Linked DNA regions of Mus musculus: all the other regions are linked to region 1. The links are chromatin contacts, called in public Hi-C and promoter capture Hi-C maps. All regions are on one chromosome and are shown on one strand. The core of a region is the stretch at or near the end of the contact, and the rest is flanking DNA. Distances in the headings are between cores, read along the strand shown.

Region 1 (2,984 bases), core at 177-2,676:
GACTTTAGCTGTTGACTCTCAGGAGAGTTTTAGCCTTTCTGAGGCTTTGGTTTGCTATCTGCCTCGTGGAGACACAGTACCTCCTCCAGCTCCCACACACTGACCCAGGGAGCAAGAACGTTAGGGAGGAAGATGTCTGGGAGGCTCTAAGCATTGTGCCTGACACATGGCTAGTACTCCCTGAAAACGAGCTGCTGGCTTTGTTTCCATGCCTAGGGCACAGAGATCTCTGCGGATTCCCGAGAAATTTTCACTCAAAGCCCCACTTAGCTGCAATGTAAACATCATTTCAGAAAAGGAAAATAAGCAAGCACAGGATTAAATCAATTACCTCCCTAAATGCCCCTTGACAATTGCTTTTTTTTTTAATGCATTTTACCTGATATTCATAATGCACATAATGTGTTAGATCAAATTTACATATCAGCTATTCTTCAGTTCCTCTGACATCTCTCTCTGCCACGTTTCCTTCAAATTTCATTCTCTTTTTCTCTCTCTCCCTCCCTCTCTTTCCCTCCCTCTCTTTGTCCCTCTCAAAATTACCCACTGAATCTACTTAGTGCTGCCAACATTGCATGGGTGGGACCATCTACTAGAACACAGTAGTATTATTTGCTTCTAAAAGTATAAAGACTGCCAAAGTTTCCAGAGACTTAGAGAATATGCTATTGAACCTGGCCTAAGATGGGAGAAACCCTTGCATGCATTCATTCTCCCCAGAAACAGACATGAAGTGGTAGTGGCTCACCCACCCATTTGCTACAAGCCGGGATGCTGTGGCCACAGCTCTGTCTTCTATTATATCTAAGTGTGATTGACCCAGTCTCATGAGCTGCCAATGGGGGAAAAGACTTGGAGTCACTGTAGTCAATCACCATTGAGAACCTATTAGAAGAACAAGGTACCATGCAGCCTCTTGAAAGGCTAAGAGTGTAGAAATGGCCATTACAGAGGAAACTCCTTCCGCTTGGCTGACTGGGGCAGGGTCTATGGCTTTACAGCAATTGGTACAGATGCTGGGTGAGGAGGCACATTCATTTTGTGTTCAGTAAAACAACTTTTATTCATGGATGTGAATTGTTATCCCCTTGGGAAAGGTGAAGGTATAGAAACAGGTTGCAGTTTCTAGGGGAATCTAATTCTCTCTCTGTCTCTGTCTCTGTCTCTGTCTCTGTCTCTCTGTGCATGTGTGTGTGTGTGAGAGAGACAGAGACAGAGAGACAAAGAGACAGACAGAGACAGAGAGAGCATAATGATGAATCAGAGCTGTGGTATCCTAGGAAGTCCTAGGTAATTACCCAGCCTGAATTTCTCCTGGAGCTTCTGGATAGTGCCAGATGTGCTCAGGCCTCTGTGCACCACCCCACAGAGCAGGCATCCAGAGCCAACCTCCTCTTCCAGGCTGTTCCTCACGTCTGGGAACACATCAAAGGAGGCTTGATATTCATAACCGCTGTGAGTCATTTTCACATAGAGCTGCAGGGAGCTGCCTGCACTGCTGCTTGCTGTATTCAACCCTTTGTAGGAGCAGCTGAGCTAAACCAATCCCCTATTATGGGCGAGAGTAGAGCCCTCCTGGGAGACCTGATTTACCCCCCACACCCCTATGCTGAATATAAAAAGCTCTTTTTTTTAAATTTGAGAAATAGTTATTAAAACATCCTCAGTCTTGGACTAGGCAACTTCAGAGCCCACAGGAACAGCTCGGCAGGTTTCTTCCACAAGGGTGTGACCACCCCAGGCCCTGTTGTTGGTGTCAATGACATCTGAAGCCTCCGGGTTTGTTTCCTTCAGAGGACAAAGAATGTCAACAAGAGTCCAACCACAGCCACAATTCTTCTCTACTGGAAAACAAGTGTTGCCAGGTCCTGCTGAGTTGGCCTATTGTTGGAAACTGTATTCTGTGTGCCATCCTTTGAGGGCTGACAGAAGCTTGGGAAGGCAAAGCTGCAAGATGGTAGGAGCTGGAAGAGGACTCAGTCATCATCTAATCCCAGGACCTCAAGTTACACATCACAGATGAGGCATGAACAGGATACAGGCTGTTTAAGGTCACTCAGACAGGCAGAGTTTTTGGCATCTGGAGTCACTCTCAAGGGACTGGAAAGCAGTGGCAGGTCACCTTGGTGTCCATGGAGGGCTAAAGAGAGGAAAGGGATGAAGACCAGGAGAGATGAGGCTGTTTCTTAGTTCCATGCCCGAGTTCCTCTGTGTGGAAAGTGACTGAATTATTTACCTCAATATCACTGTTTTAATGAATGACTCCGAGAAGTCCTGGTAACCATGGGTTTTGTGGTTAGTGGAGGACAGTCCAGTTTCTCAACAGGCCAAAGAGGGGTGCCTAGATTTGTACCCTGTTCTCAGAAACCACCCAAGGCTTTTAAATACCCTGGCTTAGAAGAACTCAATAGGGTATTGTTGTACTGGGTAAATGGTGAAAAAAAGAAAGAAGGAAAGAAAGAAAGGAAGAAAGAAAGAGAGAAGGAAAGAAAAAAGAATTATAGAAATACAGAAAAGAAGCAGCCAAGTTGTCTGGCTTCAGACCTGGGACACACCACACAGCTGTGTCTTCCAGGCTGTGTTGTTTCTGCTGCCAGCAGGAGTGGACCCCTACTTTAGTTTTGGACAGCTTAGAAAGCAAGTCCCCATATGTAGGTGCATCCTAATGCATTCTGGTCATGCGATATCTTTTCCGTCTGCTACAGAAGCAAGCACAGTTTGCTCTTTAAAATGCCCAGAGCTCCTTTTCCCATTTGGGGATTGTGGTGAAAGGTCAGACCACTGAGCTTGTCTAGTGGTAATAGGGGTTCTAGATAAATGAACCCCCAAGGTCTGCCAAGGAGATGAGAGAGCAGCAGACACCCCAGGGGAGGAACGTGACAGCAGAAAGCTACACAGGGTCTCTCACCTTTTGCTAGTAATTTGCCCTGTACCTCTATTTGGAGATGCCTTGTAATCTCCAAGTCCACACCTCTCTGTCACTC
Region 2 (2,984 bases), core at 149-2,648, 650 kb before region 1:
CACACACAACACACACACACACTCACATACTTTAGAATAATGAAAATAAATTCATTTTAAAAATTCTGTCCCTCCCCCTAGAACATCTGTTTGCAATAAAAGAGCCAGGAAGGTATGGTAGCACAGCTATCAACTCAGCTCCGTGGAGAATGAAGCAGGAAGATGAGAGTTCAAGGCCAGGCTAGGCTAAAAGGGAGGCTCAACCTAAAAAAAAACAAACAACTGAAAAGTGACACACTTCTCATGTCTCTGTGTTCTTTTCTTGTCAGTAAATCCAGAACCGTGTCTGAAGCAGGGCCACAACCAAACTGGAGAGAGCAGGAAGTTCCGAACAAAACAGAAAAATGAACTTTGGGGGTTAGTAGAAGATCAAGAAGGGCGGGCAGGCAGCTACCAGCTTCTCCTTCGGACCCCGAAACAGCCCCAGGAAGAGGTGAGGACAAGAGAGAAGACTTCTCAAGCCTACAAGAGGAAGTGGACCCGAGAGACACGCACAGGTCAGAAAACAAGGGCCTGCATGCAGCTCAGGGCACAGGAAATAGGAGGCAGAGCCTCAGGCCAGCGCGGGTGGGGTCAGCCAGAACAGCTTTTAGGGTGGAGCAACTGGGACCTCCAGCAGATCCTTTCTGTTGGTTCTGAGGCTGCAGCTTGCCTGGGCCTGAGGTACAGGACCCATGTCTTGACCAGAAACCTCAGCTATGTCCTGGCAGCCCCGGACTGTGCCAGGCTGCTAGCCATAGCCAGATCTGGAGACATGCACACAAGCCCTGTGCAAAGACCTAACCGAAGAACCTTAATAGGGGCCCTCTGGAGGCAAAGGCAGGCAGAACTCTGTGAGTTCAAGGCCAGCCTGAGCTACATCGTGAGACCCTGTCTCAAAACTAGCAAATGGGCATACCCTGTACTAGGGCCAGGGGTAGCTTGGTCCTAGAATCTACTACTACTTCCCAAACCCTTCAAACAATGATGGTCTACACAGAGAAAAATGTCTTGGGAGGTGGGGCTACAGAAGGAACTGACTTACCCCGGGGTAGGTGGAGTTCAGGACTTGGGGGTGGGGGCGGGGAGGGGGGGGGACGGGACAGGGAGGAAGATGCATCAAGGGAGGAGTTTAGACCAAGTTGGCACTGGGGGAATGCTTTGTCTATTGGCTCTGGCTTGACACCTCACTCTGCACAGGTCTCTTTGGAAATCGGAGGAAGACAGATATTCAGAGAAGCTACTCTGGGCAAGGGATTAGAATCCCTTGAACTCGCAGGGCAAAAAGGGCCATTTTCTCAAACAGCAACTTCTGGACTGTGGCTGGGGCCTTCGCAAAGAGCGCCCTAACTGCTAAGCACCCCTCCCTCCGGGGTGTGCCCTGCCCCTCCCTTAGTCACCCCAAGGAGAGAGAGGAAAAGGGAAGAAAGGAAGAGGTACTGACTACAGAAGGAAAGGGAAGCAGAGGAGGAGAGAAGCCACGTAGGAGTTGGTGACGGAGAAGACCAGAGAGGGCAAACCTAGGGCAAATCTAGGACCGGGGGAGATCCAAGAAAGGGCAGGCTGAGCATCCCAACGGGCGGGCGCCCCCAGCACAGGACCCAGGGGCGGGGAGCCAAGGGGGCGGGCCGGCCATGTCCCACGGGACCTACTATGAGTGCGAGCCTCGGGGTGGCCAGCAGCCACTTGAGTTCTCAGGGGGTCGAGCTGGGCCCGGGGAGCTGGGGGACATGTGTGAGCATGAGGCCTCCATCGACCTCTCCGCCTACATCGAGTCTGGGGAAGAACAGCTACTTTCTGACCTCTTTGCCATGAAGCCAACGCCTGAAGCCCGAAGCCTTAAGGGCCCAGGAGCCCCCTCGTTTCCTCACTACCTGCCGGCTGACCCTCGGCCATTCGCCTATCCCTCACACACATTTGGCCCAGATAGGAAGGCTTTGGGGCCTGGCATCTACAGCAACCCAGGGAGCTACGACCCCAGGGCTGTGGCGGTGAAGGAGGAGCCTCGTGGGCCAGAGGGCAACCGAGGCACCAGTCGAGGCAGCTACAATCCCCTGCAGTACCAAGTGGCACACTGCGGGCAGACAGCCGTGCACCTCCCCCCGACCCTGGCAGCACCTGGCCAGCCCTTGCGTGTCCTCAAGGTAAGACCAAGGTAGCTCTCCCCGCTTCTTCCCCCCAGGGTGGAGCAAGGTGGGTGGTTGAGGGAATTCTGACTACTGGGCTTCCCTAACAAGTCTATGTTTGGTGCTCCTCTGTGAACATGCCCTACCCCAAGGTCCTGTTTCCCAACTCTGTGAATTTATTTCTTAGAACTCGGCTGTGTCCTGAAGACACTTGTAATAGCTGCTCTGCCCTGATCTCAGGCAGGACCAGGTTTCCTGCTGTGCACTATACCTCTTGCTTCTCTGCTGCCTGCTTTTGGATGAGGAAACATGGCTGACTAGAATTTTAGAACGGGAGACTTATTACAGACAAACCAAAGGGAAGGGAATAATGAGAGCATGATAGAAAGCTTTGGTCTCAGACCAAGGACCATATGTATCTGGGTTACGGTCCTTCACAGAGACAGGGAGATGGATGCCTGGGAGATCGGAGCTCTCTGGGAGTCCTGTATCCCTTTGAGGCCTCACATATGCTCTCCCTGCTGGGTTTCCTGCTTAGCCTTCACTCTGCCTCCTGGTGGACCCTCACCTCTCTGTCCCCCTTACCCTCCAGGCCCCTGTGGCAGCTGCTGCCCCTCCCTGCAGTCCCCTTCTCAAGGCACCCTCCCCTGCTGGCCCCTCACACAAGGGCAAGAAGGCAGTGAACAAAGATAGCCTGGAGTACCGACTGCGACGTGAACGTAACAACATCGCGGTGCGCAAGAGCCGGGACAAGGCCAAGAGGCGCATTATGGAGACTCAGCAGAAGGTCCTGGAGTACATGGCTGAAAACGAGCGTCTGCGCAACCGCGTAGACCAGCTCACTCAGGAGCTAGACACTCTGCGCAACCTCTTCCGCCA
Region 3 (2,984 bases), core at 227-2,726, 540 kb before region 1:
CTGTACTGTCACAGTCGCTTACCCTCTGTAAGAAGCCATGTCAACATTGCTGTGCAAAGCTGGAGACGTCTGCAGTCTCCTCTTCAACACAGCCAGGCCACAGCCAGAAGCATAGAAACTGCTTCCAGAACAAGAGGGAAAAAGAAACGGGAACACATCTTTTTCTTTTAATGTGGTTAAAGCATGCATCACCATTTTTAGAGTTCTTTTCATTTTCTTTTATAAACTCATAGGTCAGGGGTTCGAGTGAGGAGGAAAAGGCAGGAAGTCCTAGAAAGAAGACTTGAGAAGGGTCATGGGTTTCAGATATTAAAACATAAATAAATAGGTGAGAGAGAGAGAGACGGAGAGGGAGAGGGAGAGGGGGGGGGGAGAAAGAGAACTTAGTGTCCAGCAGAGACACTGGTGAAGGCTGCCAAACCCCTGTGGACTTGAGTTTGATCCTTCAGACCCTCTAGGTGGAGAGAATTCCTGCAAGTTGTCCCCTATTCTTTTTTTTTTTTTTTTTTTTTTTTTTCTTTTTTCTGAGACAGGGTTTCTCTGTATAGCCCTGGCTGTCCTGGAACTCACTTTATAGACCAGGCTGGCCTCGAACTCAGAAATCCGCCTGTCTCTGCCTCCCGAGTGCTGGGATTAAAGGCATGCGCCACCACACCTGGCACAAGTTGTCCCCTAATTGCCACACTTTGCATTGCGGCACGCGAGTGCCCCCACCAAAAGAAAAAATACACACACACACACACACACACACACACACACACACACACACGTATGTATGTATGTATGTTAGTGTGTGTGTGTGTGTGTGTTCGCGCAAACGTTTTATAATAAAAAGGTGCAGTGAGACCGGTTTATGGACTGCTTAAAATCGAGGTTTAAGCAATGGTCTACATGCAGGGTGTGTGAGGGAGACATTTTGGTTTCTTCAGAATGTGGTTTTAGCCTAGTAGGGGAGCCTGGCTCAGGCTGTGCAAAAACAAGCCCCAAGTGTAAGGCTACTTAGCCTCTCACTTGAACAACGTTACACTCATAGATGTTCATGTAAAGGTGGGCTGCTAGACAACTTGTGTGACCCAGAGACACTGGCCTGGGAAACCAAGGGTTGGAGGGCCTCGCCCCCCAAACCTGACGCTCAATCAGCCTAAGAGGTCCCAAGTTCGCTAGTTCTCCCAGCTTAGCAATGTCAGAGGGCGCTCACTCACAGGGTGGTTCTTCTGAGCCTGGCTTGGGGGGCGGGGAGGGAGAACGAGACGGGAAAGATGAGCGGACAGCGAGGAGAAAGGGAAGGGCAGTGGGCGCATCGGCCAGGTCCGGGAGCTCGCGGCCCTCGGGGGCCCCCCGGACGGGCGCCTCGGGTGCGGCGCGTGTGCTTGCGGGCGGGGCGGGCGGCGGCCAATCCGGGCGGGCGGCCGGGAAGGGGCGGGGCTTGTGAGCTCCGGCTCCGCGAGTCCTCCTTTTTTGCACACACACGAATACAAAGAGCCATACGACCTTCGAGTATCCTTTTTCCATTTTTTTTCCTCCTTCATCTTGTGTGCGTTTTCCAAATTTTTAAAAATAGAGATCTGTGGCAGTGCTGGGGTGAGGAAACTGTTGCTAAGGGGAATTTGCTCTTTTCCCCATTTCTTTTCCTGTCTCTCTTTCTCTTTCTTTTTCCTGGTCGAGGTTTAAAAATATACCAAGTTGAGAAGCCGTGTGCAACTGTTCCCAGACCAATTTACAGATTTTTTTTTTCTTTTTGGATCACATTTTAAGAATTGGTAAATTTTGTGGTTGAAGGATTTAAATTTTAGTCGCTTGGGGAAGTATAGATTTGTTTTTAATCGGGTTAAAGCGATAATGTGAATTTCTACCACAGGCAACAGAGAGATTTGAGGTGCCCTCACAAAGCCTTTGGCATGTATTTTAGACACACTCACTCAGAACCAAAACCAAGTGCTGTAGCAGCAATGTAGCAGCGAGTGTGACAGGCCAATAGATTAAATATACTGGGTTATTTTAATTGGGACACTCATTTCCCAGGAGAGAAGGGAAAGCTCTCTCACAGTGTTTTGCACACACAATTTCATGAGGACATTTGTGTGTATGTACACTTAAAACATACCATTTCGTATGGATTCATCTTGTGGTTTATTCTTTGTATTTATGTAAAGTATGTGTATATGTGCTGTTATCGGATTTTATTTTTAAAGTGTTTTCATTTGATTTTATGTGTGTAAAATAGACCTTAGGATGTTTTTTCCCCTCTGTGTTCCCAAATGTGATCAAAACAGGATTTCAAATGCAAAGTAAAGCGTAGAGGAAATCCTGCACTTAGCATACTTAAGAACTTTCATCCTATTGGAATTTACCTTCTTTTCTGCTTCTTTTTATATCAGATTAGTGAATAATTAAATAATTGCCCCAAAGCCTGCAGTCAGTGTGTTTGGCAAACGAAGTGGGGGGGACGGGGACTGAGTGTGTAGTCCAGAGCCTTTTAGTGACTTTTTAAATGCTTTTGGTTTTTTATTGGTTTTCCTTCCTAAACATGCAACTGTGTATATTTTAGCCTTTATGAGTAGTTTTGGGGGGAGGTACCAGAAGGGAATCTCCTGGCATTTTGACAAAGTGACCTTTTATTGGTTGGGATTTGTTTGGAAAACTCCACATCTGGGAAAGTGTGTGAGACAATATTCTAGTCCAGTTACTGAACGGGGGTGGGGGTGGGGTCCTGGGAGGGGTACTTGGGGTAGGGGCAAGAGGAGGCAAACGCAAAACCCAGGAGGGATAAGAAATACAATGTGATTGTTATTTTGCTTTCTGTGAATGCAAAGCTTCCCCCATATCGTCACATTTTTGGAAAAGTGTGTGTGCATTGAAGGACTGTTGCCTGGGGCAGAGGCCCCCCTTCCCTTGGGAGTTCTATGCTGAGACAGGCTTATTAAGAGTTAGACAGGATTTGCCCAAATCCAGTCTGTGTTTAAAGACTTGAGTGAAAACATTAT

Evidence for each region. Promoter capture Hi-C pulls out the DNA fragments that hold promoters and counts their contacts. A called contact is a pair of places that touch in the nucleus more often than the background predicts.
Region 2: a contact with region 1 is called in a promoter capture Hi-C map of pre-B cells, with 9 times the contacts expected there. The contact joins the promoter of Cebpe here to the enhancer-like site in region 1. A contact is called at or near these places in 11 of 39 promoter capture datasets (the 3T3-L1 cell line, 3T3-L1-derived adipocytes, the C10 cell line and 6 more), 1 of 15 datasets of contacts at CTCF or cohesin (large pre-B cells), 13 of 484 Hi-C or Micro-C datasets (3T3-L1-derived adipocytes, B cells, the C10 cell line and 7 more) and 1 of 9 other capture datasets (embryonic stem cells).
Region 3: a contact with region 1 is called in a Hi-C map of cortical neurons. The contact joins the promoter of 4931414P19Rik here to the enhancer-like site in region 1. A contact is called at or near these places in 7 of 39 promoter capture datasets (the C10 cell line, the HPC-7 cell line, cranial neural crest and 4 more), 2 of 484 Hi-C or Micro-C datasets (both in cortical neurons), 6 of 115 datasets of contacts at active chromatin or transcription factors (the 230-238 cell line, acute myeloid leukemia, astrocytes and 3 more) and 1 of 9 other capture datasets (embryonic stem cells).

What each region holds. Positions count from the first base shown.
Region 1 is chr14:54,060,258-54,063,241 of GRCm38.p6, reverse strand. It overlaps Tcra and Tcrd. Among named protein-coding and RNA genes, the nearest start is that of Gm30275, 64 kb to the left of the region's middle. Within about 2 kb of position 1,426, at least 57 of the 459 cell types and tissues checked have an H3K27ac peak or open chromatin away from gene starts, as enhancers often do. A contact at or near this core is called in cortical neurons and pre-B cells, where this site is marked.
Region 2 is chr14:54,710,588-54,713,571 of GRCm38.p6, reverse strand. It overlaps Cebpe (CCAAT/enhancer binding protein (C/EBP), epsilon), which reads left to right and starts at 1,398. Exons shown (of 2, transcript NM_207131.1): 1 at 1,398-2,123; 2 at 2,698-2,984. The coding sequence starts at 1,614.
Region 3 is chr14:54,604,400-54,607,383 of GRCm38.p6, reverse strand. 4931414P19Rik (RIKEN cDNA 4931414P19 gene) reads left to right here and starts at 1,476. Exons shown (of 7, transcript NM_028890.2): 1 at 1,476-1,581.